3 separate regions of the Mus musculus genome follow, and all the other regions are linked to region 2. A link is a contact called in public Hi-C data. All regions are on one chromosome and are shown on one strand. Each heading gives the region's core, a stretch centred on a gene start, on an enhancer-like site or on the middle of the called end of the contact. The rest is flanking DNA. Distances are from core to core; before and after follow the strand shown.

Region 1 (3,764 bases), core at 676-3,175, 180 kb after region 2:
GCCAGCTTGCTAGCCCACAGGACATTCAAAGCCATGAAAGAAAGGAAGAAGAAACTCTGTCTGATCTATGCTCTCTCTGGGGGTTGATAGAATCTTAGCCCTGCCATTGGAAGTTGATATATGATGTAGAGATGCTGTCCCTACGTCCCAACAAGCAACTTCAACAACCTAACACATTTCCCTAGAAACAGCCGCCATTTTGAATGGTTACCGTTTCCTCCTCAACCTCAGGGCTACTCTTGCAAAGCATGATGGTAATGAGTGTGGGATGTTTCATTACTTGAAGATATGAGAACCTACAAAAACAAACAAACAAACAAACAAACAAAGAACAAAAAGGACAGGCGTGGCGTCCCCATGCTCTCTCTTTAACTTCTAAAGAACCTGAACCTGTGTGAAAGCATTTCTCTGAAACCTGTCCAAGAACTGCAGAAGGCAGCTGCACAGAATCTTGGGAGAAATAGCTTTAGCTTCCTATAATTTTTGCAGTGTTTAAGGACTGCACTGAAGGAATGTGAAATCAAGATGATTGACATTGCTAAGCTTTGCTCCCCCCCCCCTCCCCGTTAATGCTGCACACATGGTCTTTTTAAAAAGAGCACTCCACACGCAAAACATAATTGCTCCCTGCTTCTGCAAAGGTTTGCCTTCAATAGAGTTGCATTTTCCTGATAGAACTGATTAAAATAAATTAAATGAACCACTCACTTATTCTTCCAGTTTGCAAACTTTGAAATTTTTAACAGGGCTTTTATACAGGCTTACACTGTGCAGCTCCACATACTATGGTGGAGTGCATTATAAGTACACAGTTGAAAACCTAGATAACAATGTTTTCAGTGAAGTGGGGTGGGGGTGCGATGATTCAATGTCTAGCGCACAGGCTATCAAACCTCAGCTGCCTTGACCATCAGGCCAGGTAACTTTTGATGCCTTTCCAAGCCTGCTGGCTCCTGCCAACACTGTCAGGTCCTTCTCTAAGATGCTAGCTGCCTTGGGAGAAATGTTATTTTTACATAACTAACCCATAAATGTTGATGGCAGAGGAACAAAATTCTTGGGCGGAGCTCCCATCCCTATGTTTTCTGTAATCGTTATGTTGACTCCTTAAACGCAGCAATATGTATATCGATAGGTGTATGTGTGCCTAGAAGCATGCACACGTATGTTCTGTACCTTACATTGTTACATCATACCACTAGTTATATAGAATTCTGTTAGTATTGTAACTGTATTACCTTTGTGGATTGCCTTCATATTATATTATTAACTATGTTCTATCTGTATGCATTGCTAAGATGAGCTTGTTCCAACACTTTTTATGAGGCAGTCTCAACAGATCTTGCTTGTGGCTTATACCACTTATGAACACATATATTATTTTAGTGGTAATCCATGTCACACCACATAAAATACATCGGAGTTTATAAAAATGTTGCAGAATAATACCTGCTTGGCTTAATGTAACTTATTGAGTTTGTGGCAGTTACATTTTCTCTTTTAGAAATATCCAGGCATTGATCAAATGAATGACTGCAGAGTGACTATAAACCAAAGTGAGGAAAGAGAAGAGGAAGAAGAGAAAATGCCAAATAAGACAAAGTGGCAGGAAAACGGCAGAAAAAAAAATCCACTCATTTTCAGTTTTCTTTCTAAATCAGACCATATCTCACCGTATGTTATCACTTGGTATGATGGGTCTTAAATATGTGGTTGGCTTGAGGATTTTTTTCCCTCGCTTTCTGAAAAATTTGGGGGAGTTAAAGGCAAAGGAGGCAGTGAGGTTGTTAAACATTCTGATCAGGTTTCCTCCAGGGTCTTGCTGCTGGGAGAATGTCTTATGGGTAAATTTCCACTCTCTCAGCAGGGTGTGTTTTGCATGAACTGAGTCCCAGGAGAAAATGTTATTCCACACAACAAAGCCCTGGCAGTGACTCATATTAAACTGACCAGGAGGAGGGAGGAAGACACCGACCTGGGGGAGGGAGCACAGGACACAATTTACTTTCTAAAAACTGACTACAGCTCTCTGGGAAATGAAAATCCTCCCAGCTCTCTGTGTTTCCCTGCCATGATTTTCGTATATATAAAAAAGTATTTTCCATGTGTCATAAAGATTTTCGGGGATGAAATGAAGATTCTTAGACAAGGGAAGGAAAACTAGGAGTCTTTCCCAGAGAAAATAACAAAACAAGTCTTTGTCACCTACCCCTGTTAGTTATAACAAATGTAATTGACAGGCTAGCTAATTTCATAAAGCCATTATTGTCTCTCTACCAGAAACCAGACCCTAAAATGCACTGATCTGAAAGAGATTGCTTACTTGGGTCTAAATGTTTCAAACACTACAGAACCTAAAAATGGATTCCTCTTGAATGTACTAAACCAACTTGAACGGCAAACGCCTTTCCTTTGCCAAAAGGCTAGCAATTTACAGACCATGGCTGCCCTGATGTTCCCTATTGTTTCAAAGCTCCTTGATCATATGATATAGGTCTGCAATGTGATCTTTTTAATTATCTTTTTTATTATTCCAACATGTACCAGGGTCCTAAACTTCCCCAGGATTTATTGATAAGGGCGTCTTCCACTTGTACTACCCCATTTCATTGCTGTTTTTATAATGGTTTCTAACTAATAAAATGTTATCTTATTCATTTTGTTTATATGTAATAAATCAGATGCCTTCCCCTTCTTTTCGAGGCAGATCTAGCTGGGAGAGACTGTCTCAATGTGTTAAACCCATGACGTCTTTTGCATACAAATAGAAATTAGTACAAGAGCATTTCATTAAGGAAAGTATTGCTGCTTCTGCCTGACCTAGGGAAAATTAATATTCTAAATACAAAATCACGTGACTTGGGTCTGTATCTCTGCACCAACTGAAGCTATAAAAAGATGCCTGGAAAAAAGGCTGGGCTTCTCCTTTATTCCAATACCAGTATTATTTCATTGGTGAAGGAGACAGAACGGATGGAAAAATGGTTGGCATCATTTTGCAGGCAGCTGTTAACCCCAGATGTTATATTTATTCACCAAATATTTATTAAACCGTTAGGACAGATGCAGGGTGGGGTTGTGCAAGAGACATGCCCCCACCTAAGAATTTGTACTTTTTTCAAAGGAGAAATAGAAAACAAACATGATTATGTAAACAAATACCCACTTTTGAAATGTGAAGAGAATTGATAGTAGACAGCATTCTCTCTCTCTCTCTCTCTCTCTCTCTCTCTCTCTCTCTCTGTGTGTGTGTGTGTGTGTGTGTGTGTGTTTTGAAGATTGGCAGGGAGAAGGGGAAAAGAGATTAATGGAATATATTTGATTTGAAAGCAAAAGCATAGACGATTTGAAGGCAGGGATCCAGCAAGAGGGAGGACGGGACCAGAAGTGAGTTGGGGGATAATAAAGTCTAATGATCTAAATGTGTGAAAATGTTAAAGTGAAATCCATTTGTTTATACGTTAAAACTAAGTTTTAAAAATAGCCTCCCCAAATCTATCCTTCAGCTGCTCTGCCTGGTCTTGGGGACAAGGGCAGCTTTGAGAGGAGCCTACTACAGCAATTTCCAGGGCCCATGTAATAGAGATGCCGGGCAGTGCTGGGTGGGGAGCCACAGCTCCATACGCATTCAGCAGAGGGAGGGGGGATGCTTAGAGCTGATGGAAGATGCTACCTTTCTTCAGGAGTGTTGCAAAGCTTTGAGGCCAAGGGCAACGTGACCAAAAACATGGCGTTGAGCAGAATCACATTAAAAGGAAAGGATG
Region 2 (3,556 bases), core at 782-3,281:
TCTCCTCAACTTCTTTCAGCCTTCCCTAATTCAATAATGGGGTCAGCTGCTTCTGTTCATTGGTTGGGTGCAAATATCTACATCTGACTCTTTCAGCTGCTTGTTGGGTCTTTCAGAGGGCAGTCATAATGGGTTCCTTTTTGTGAGCGCTCCATAGCCTCAGTAATAGTGTCAGGCTTTGGGACTTCCCCTTGAGCTGGATCCCACTTTGGGCCTGTCGCTGGACCTTCTTTTCCTCAGGCTCCTCTCCATGTCCATCCCTGTAATTCTTTCAGACAGGAACAATTATGGGTCAGAGGTGTGACTGTGGGATGGCAAACCCATCCCTCACTTTATGTCCTGTCTTCCTGCTGAAAGTGACACCAGTCATTTTTATCTTGTGTATTTATTTTGTTTGAAGACAGTCTCTACAAAGGACCCCTTGGAACACTAATATCTTCTTACTCTAGATACTGACTTTATTATGCCATTTGATGGCTGGTAAATTGAGACATTAATAAATAAAACTATGCAAATAAGTTTTACAATTTAGTCATTGCCTGACTATAGACAAGCAACTTCATGCCCATGAGCTCTAGTTTTCCTATTTGCAAAATAGGAACAATAATGTCTGCTCTGTGCTGTTATGAGGGTAGAAATCTAATCTAAATTGTCCCTTAACTCAAAGGCCAGCCCCTAAGAATAAGACTCTTGTCTGTGTTTACCAAATATAGTGTCCTCCTGACTCTTTGGCCAGGACTCAATTTCATGTTTCCTGGTCAGTTGTGAGTGTAGAAGGGAAAAGAGAGGATGTGCGTGTATTAGGAGTGTATGTGGCTGAAATTTGACTCTGTTAAAGCATGCTGTCTCCTAACAGCTCTTCTTTTGGGGTTTGGAGAAACAAAAGACTTCTTCTCTTGGTTAGGAAACCAAGATCTAGAAGCATGAAGTCTCTGGGAGCCATTTCTTCTATTCCTAAAATTGACTCTAATGTGCTCTGTGACCTATGGAACACACTTTTACCTGTCTGAATCTCTGCTTCCTATGACATAAGATAGGTCTGGGGACATTGCTTAGTGTTTAACTTCCTGGTGTGAGCTTTACCTACCTGGTGTGAGGTCTTAGTCTTGAATTTGATCAAATTACAAAAATAAAATAAGGTAAAATGAGGTGGCTAGTCCAGGTGGCATTAGCGACTCTTCAATCTTTGCAGTTTTAAAATTCTATCCAGATTTGGGAGTATAAAAACCTCGAAGTGTGTTTCTTTTCTGTAAAATGAAGGGGTGTGTGGTAGCAACGAAGAGGTCGATGATGGGACTGTTATTTTAAATTGGCCACTTGGGGTCGCTAGCGACTCGAGACTGGCTGATAAGGACAGCAGAATGCCTCAGGGAATGGATTCTGGGGGCGGTTGATGAAATTTTCTTTCTTGTCTCTCCCTTTGGTTCTAGAATTTGGCAGAAAACTTGATCGCATCATTAGTGTTGAACAGCTCTTAAGCACGTGGCAGAGGACTGTATAGAGCCTAGGCTGTGGCAAGGTAGCCATGCCCATCCCCAAAGAGAAGAGAAGAGAAGAGAAGAGAAGAGAAGAGAAGAGAAGAGAAGAGAAGAGAAGGGAACAGAAAGAAAATAAAAGGAAAGGAAAGGAAAGGAAAGGAAAGGAAAGGAAAGGAAAGGAAAGGAAAGGAAAGGAAAGGAAAGGAAAAACAGAAAAGAATTAGACAAATATCGGAGATGCAGCTGGTCCTGCCTTTTGATTACTCGGTGTGCCTTGACTTGAAAAACCGGTTCTGCAAGGTTAAACTGGGTGGCATAAAACCTGACTCCGAGGTAGTGTAGTTTGTCCCATAGAATTCGGAATCATCAAAGGCAGAGAGCATTGAATTCCCACGGAAGCCCGCTGAGTAGGGGGTTTTCCTGATGAGCTCTGCTGATGAGGAAAATGTAGCGGAGAAAGACGCAAAAGTCCCAGTGGAATCCAGTGAGGGATCACCTAGCAAGAAATAAACAAAAGAGGGCCAAGCGTCTTTGCACTTGGAGCTGACAAGCTCCGCATAATGTAACCCTGTCCAGAAGAGCAGTACCCTGCTCAGAGCATGAGAATAGCTTTCTGCAGTGCTGTGTAAACAGTCTTTTTCACTAGCCTTCCTGGCTGCTAAACTGGGAGAAGCTTAAGTGGAGGAGGAGGAGGAGGAGGAAAAGGAGGAGGAGTCATCGTCAGAAGGATCTTAATAGAGACAGATTTGGAACTCCCACTGTCCCCTTTCAGGTCTTGAATTACTGTTAATTTTGTTACACCCATCTCTCTTCTCCTAATACTTTTAGAGAATGACAATAAAGAGTCTGCAAAACGAGGGAAATCCACTTTGCCAGGCTGGTCAAAGAGACCCTATCTAGGGGCTGCTTCAGATGGAGGTCTTCTGCAACAGAAGTGAAATATCTATGCCCCAGGTGCCCTTCAGGGGTCATCTGCAGTACCCCTTTGCAGTTTGCTGTTGGGGAGCAGCTTACAGAAAAGGAAAGTGTTTGTGCCATTGTTTGGGGGCTTTCCTTGTTTGCCCCCTCCAAACCTCCAAGTCCAGTCCCTGGTAAACTGTTGGGGACTCTGGAGACTTCAGCGTCTTTTCAGTTTCTTCCTAAACTGTACATTCACACCCATACTGTTTATGTGCACGATCCCCTCTGGTATGTGTCCAGCACAGTTACAGAAACGTACTACGTCTGGGTGCACTCAGGACTTTCAAGGGGTTAACCTCTTTTTTTATATTGCTATCTTCTGTGAAATGGAATAATGCTGGTATTTCCCTAAGGGTGTGATGGGTAGGTTGTAGCAATGTTGAAGTGTAAGGTGATCCAGACTTAGTGACACTATGATAGGTACTATTCCTTGAACTTTGCAGTCCATGATGGTAGCATGTATAACGACAGAACATTCAAAATATAGCTACTGGTGCACTGAGAACAGACTGCCCCGAAAACACTATGGGACATCTCCAGCAATTTTTACACAGATCCTAAGTTTATGTTGTAATTGGTTGCAAATATGTGCTTGAATAAAGTGCCTTTTAAAAGTTAATCTTATGCTACTTTTTGAAAATATGGCTACTAGGCAATTATTATACAAATAATCATGATAGAATATTTTTTTTTACAAATGGCTTATATTTGTATCTCACACTTTATTTCTGCTTGATTTTGCTACCCTAGTCCCTCTAGGACTCATCTGTCTACTAAAATACTACCATTCAACACTACCAAGCTCATTTTGCAGAGCCAACATTACTTGGTAACAAAACAAGAAAGAAAGAAAGAGGAAAGAAAAAGAAAGAAAGAAAGAAAGAAAGAAAGAAAGAAAGAAAGAAAGAAAGGAAGAAAGAAAGAGAGAGAGAGAGAGAGAGAGAGAGAGAAAAAATGAAAACTGTAGATTATTTTCCCTGGTAAATATTTTTAAAATCTCAATAAAATACTTGCAAATTGAATTCAAGAACACATTAAGAACATCCTACACTGTGACCAAGTTGGTTTCAGTCCAAGGTTGGTTGAACATATACAAATTGATAACTGCAATCCAACCC
Region 3 (3,649 bases), core at 219-2,718, 140 kb after region 2:
CAAAGTGAGTTCCATTAGACCTCAAAAGTAAAAATAGACCCAGATGTGTACACCAACATGGTATGTGCATGTGTGTGTGTGTGTGTGTGTGTGTGTGTGTGTGTGTGTGTGTGTGGCGCGCGCGCGCACATGAGTGCGTACAGAACAGAGATATGGAAATGAGTGTCAGAGATGAGATGAGAAAAAGACCTGGAGCATGGTTGAGGTTGGAGGTTATGTGGTGAGACAAGAGCTGGATTGGAATCAAGGGAACGGCCGAAGCCTGCATCTGGGGACTAGAAAGAGATGCCGGGGTCACTTCAGTGAGCTGAGAGTGAAGAGAAATGATTTGGATAAATACCCAAGACCTGGTTTTGAAGGTGATGCGAGATGCTGTATTCTATAGAGAAGAACCATGAACAGAGTGTTGGAGAATAAGCACCTGTGTGATTTGGCCCCATGTGATTGGGTGGACACTGTTGGTAAAGTCCTTCACCTGGTGGCCCTCAGATGCCTCAGCAATTGTAGTGTCATAAGAAGGTGCCACTGCAACAAGTCAAGAAGCTATAGGTTTCATCTCTGACTACCTGAGGGAAGCACAAATTGTATCCAGACAGTCAACAAATATGGCCACCACCATGCTTAATAAATACATCCTTCCATCGCAGAGGTGCTATGGGTACTAGGACACTGTCTCTGTACCCTACTGGAGAAAATTTTACCTTCATTTTTATTTTCCTGGGAACCAGAATCTACTAAATGTGATTAAAACAGGACTTATCTGGAGTTGAGGCTGGTCTCTGAGCTAAAAATTCTGTGGACTACATTTCTAGAAAGGAGGAAAGAGCCTTCAGAAAGCTGCCTTGCCAGGGTGGCTGTTCTGTGCTCAGAGTGTGGTATTAGGAACCATCATTTGTCTTCATTGTGGTAATCTGTCTCTTTCTGAAAGCATTTTGGGCTATGCACATTTTACCACTCTTAGAAAGCTGGGATTTTTTTTCTTTCTTTCTTTTTTTTTTTTTTTTTAACAAATTCACAAATAGGTTTCTAATTCCATTCTGCTCCTATCACGTCCCAGTAATTCTCACATTATTTCTGGAAGATTAGCAGGCACACAGTTGTAGTGACATAATTAGTATTCACAGGAGATAATGATGTCAAGGGACTTCGTTGCTCTTAGAATCTAAATGAAAAAGTAAGAATAGCAAAAGTTGGATTGGTGATAATTTCTCATCATAAATTGGGTGCTTGTTAAGGAAAAAAGGGAGTCGTAAATGAGATTGGGTAATACAAACATACTGGATAAATCATTTAAAAGAATGTAGATTTAGTTTGTTTTCTGCTTAGCTCCCTACCTACAAGGAAACAGCATTCCCCCTTTTGCCATGAAATAGTTAAGCCCGAGAAGCGCTTCAGGCAATAAAACACTGACTGGAATCTTCCCGACAATGCTTTCCTTCCTCGTCTTTTTTATGACTAATTGAAATGAAAGGCTGGGGAAGCTTAATGCTAAGGAAACACTGTGCGCCCTGTGCTGTGATTCCGTGAAGGGGAGTCTAGATGGTGGGGCTCTCTGCCCTGGAATTTTAAGAGACCTAACCAAAGAATCAATATTTCAATTAGGTGCTGTGGTGGGTGGGCTTGCGAGTACTGTTAAGGTAGCTAGAAGATTGCTAGGTATTTTCTTGGGAGGGTTCATTCCTGTGAACTCTCCTTTATTTTCTTTTTAATCAGAGCTTTCAAAGCCTAGCTGCTTTGTCTGCCTTTGAACCACTGAAGGTGACAAAAGAATCAGAAATGTAAATTATGAGTGCTTCCCTAAAGGCTGCTAACAGCTTGCTCCATGGTCTCCACCAGAGAGGTAACTATAAGCAACTATTTTCTAGAGCCCAGGGTCTCGGGCCTCTGAGTTGTCAGAATCGTCACACCACTTTTTAAACAATACTTCAATGTTCACTTGGAGGCGTGGTCAGAAAGGAGACAGTGACTCAGTGTGGGTGGCTGGGGCTTGGCTGACCACTGAAAGTTCCAATGTTGGAAAATCAAACCTCAAATTTACATATGAACAGCATCTGAAGATGAAATGTGTTGGAAGTACTTGGGATTAAATGATTTCATGAGAGTGGAGCCCCATAATAACATTAGTAGCTTTACTGGAGGTGGAGAGAGAGAGAGAGAGAGAGAGAGAGAGAGAGAGAGAGAGAGAGAGAGAGAGAGAGAAAGAGAGAGAGAGAGAAAATGAACTAAACAAGAGTATTTACTCTGCCTATCCATGTGATGCTCTTGATATAAAGAATTGAGAAAGTCCCTACCTGATGATGGTGCCATGCTCCAGAATGGTGATATTATTTATTACTGTTTATCATCATCATCTAAATAAATTGGTCTCAGCTGATTTGTTATAGTAACAGAAAACAGACTGACATGATTCGTTTGACTGGAGTAACCCCTCTTTCATCTCTTTTACATGAGATTTGGCTTCAAATGTGATTGTATTTATCAACCACTAAGTGGCTGATATCAAATGGGCTGTCACAGGCTTCCTCAGAGCAATCACCCCTACTGATCCACTTCTAGACTCAGCGCTCTTTCTAGCACTCTAGGAATAGAAACATTATTTCTCAGCATTTTACATACTTCCCATATTTGATATTTGCAGGCCTTTCATCCTCAGTTTTGAGGATGTTGTCACCATGGTCCTCCAGTGTAACAAGCCATTCATCCTTTGCTTTGGATTTTTTCCAAGAGGCTCTGTAAAGTCCCTGAAAGAAATGATGCTCCTGCCCTTTTCATCTGTGTTTCTTCTAACAATTGGGATAGTGAAAATATGTGTCACACAATTAGAAGGATCTGAGAGAGACAGCCAAAAATCTTGATTCCCACCGGCATTTTTTTTTCTCTCCCCAATGGTCTGCTCTGTGTTTGCTGCTGCCTCCAGCATTCTGTGGGCCACTGACTTGCATAAAACATGCTTTTTGTGTCTGTTTTTCCTACTGGCTCTTAGAGGACAGGGACTATAGCTCCCTTTGTCAACCTTTCAGAAAACATTTTAACTCCTCAGAGCATCCACTTCCTCAAATGCAATTTAATAAGGGTAAGAATGTCACCGCAAGTGACTGAAATATTAGATGAAAGCCCACAAAATATTGTCCAAAGGACGAGTGAAGGAAAAAAAAGAAAAAACAACAACAGGTTATTTGAAAGATTCTGCTTAAGGAGTTCCCAAGATATTTAGAATTACATCCAAGGATCAAATTAAACTGTGAGAAAGCCACATAGTTACCACCTATTGCATGGCATCTTGTGGAATCTTCTTCATTGAGTTGTTCTTTCTCTTTGCTATGTATATGTATATGCTTCCGTATGAGCATGCCTGGTGTAGAAGCCAGAGGACATCATCAGTGGTCATCCTCAGGAATACCACCCACACCCTCTGAGGCATGGAGGTCTCGTTAACCTGGAGCTCACCAGTTAGTCTAGACTTGCTGGCCTATGAGTCTTCTCTACCTCCCCAGTGTTGGGATTATGAGGGCACACCACCACCCCTGGTTTGTTTGTTTGTTTGTTTGTTTGTTTAACATGGGAGATGGGTGTCAGATCATACACCCTTGCATGCATGGCAAGCATTGTACTGCTCTAGCCATCTTTCTAGTCGTCATCAAGTCATTTT

Evidence for each region. Hi-C and Micro-C count contacts between places; a contact is called where the count stands out from the background.
Region 1: a Hi-C map of the N1E-115 cell line shows a contact between it and region 2, with 2.3 times the contacts expected there. The contact joins two enhancer-like sites. A contact is called at or near these places in 1 of 39 promoter capture datasets (the 3T3-L1 cell line), 9 of 484 Hi-C or Micro-C datasets (the N1E-115 cell line, cranial neural crest, embryonic fibroblasts and 3 more) and 3 of 115 datasets of contacts at active chromatin or transcription factors (cardiomyocytes, fibro-adipogenic progenitors and neural progenitor cells).
Region 3: a Hi-C map of cortical neurons shows a contact between it and region 2, with 2.9 times the contacts expected there. The contact joins two enhancer-like sites. A contact is called at or near these places in 6 of 484 Hi-C or Micro-C datasets (cerebral cortex, cortical neurons and reprogramming fibroblasts).

What each region holds. Positions count from the first base shown.
Region 1 is chr5:45,101,007-45,104,770 of GRCm38.p6, reverse strand. The region is part of intron 5 of D5Ertd615e (DNA segment, Chr 5, ERATO Doi 615, expressed); the gene reads left to right. Among named protein-coding and RNA genes, the nearest start is that of Gm46912, 60 kb to the left of the region's middle. Within about 2 kb of position 1,925, at least 37 of the 459 cell types and tissues checked have an H3K27ac peak or open chromatin away from gene starts, as enhancers often do. A contact at or near this core is called in the N1E-115 cell line and uterus, where this site is marked.
Region 2 is chr5:45,276,601-45,280,156 of GRCm38.p6, reverse strand. All of the region lies in intron 4 of D5Ertd615e (DNA segment, Chr 5, ERATO Doi 615, expressed), which reads left to right. Among named protein-coding and RNA genes, the nearest start is that of Gm46912, 120 kb to the right of the region's middle. Within about 2 kb of position 2,031, at least 68 of the 459 cell types and tissues checked have an H3K27ac peak or open chromatin away from gene starts, as enhancers often do. A contact at or near this core is called in the N1E-115 cell line, cortical neurons and uterus, where this site is marked.
Region 3 is chr5:45,135,225-45,138,873 of GRCm38.p6, reverse strand. All of the region lies in intron 5 of D5Ertd615e (DNA segment, Chr 5, ERATO Doi 615, expressed), which reads left to right. Among named protein-coding and RNA genes, the nearest start is that of Gm46912, 26 kb to the left of the region's middle. Within about 2 kb of position 1,468, at least 26 of the 459 cell types and tissues checked have an H3K27ac peak or open chromatin away from gene starts, as enhancers often do. A contact at or near this core is called in cortical neurons, where this site is marked.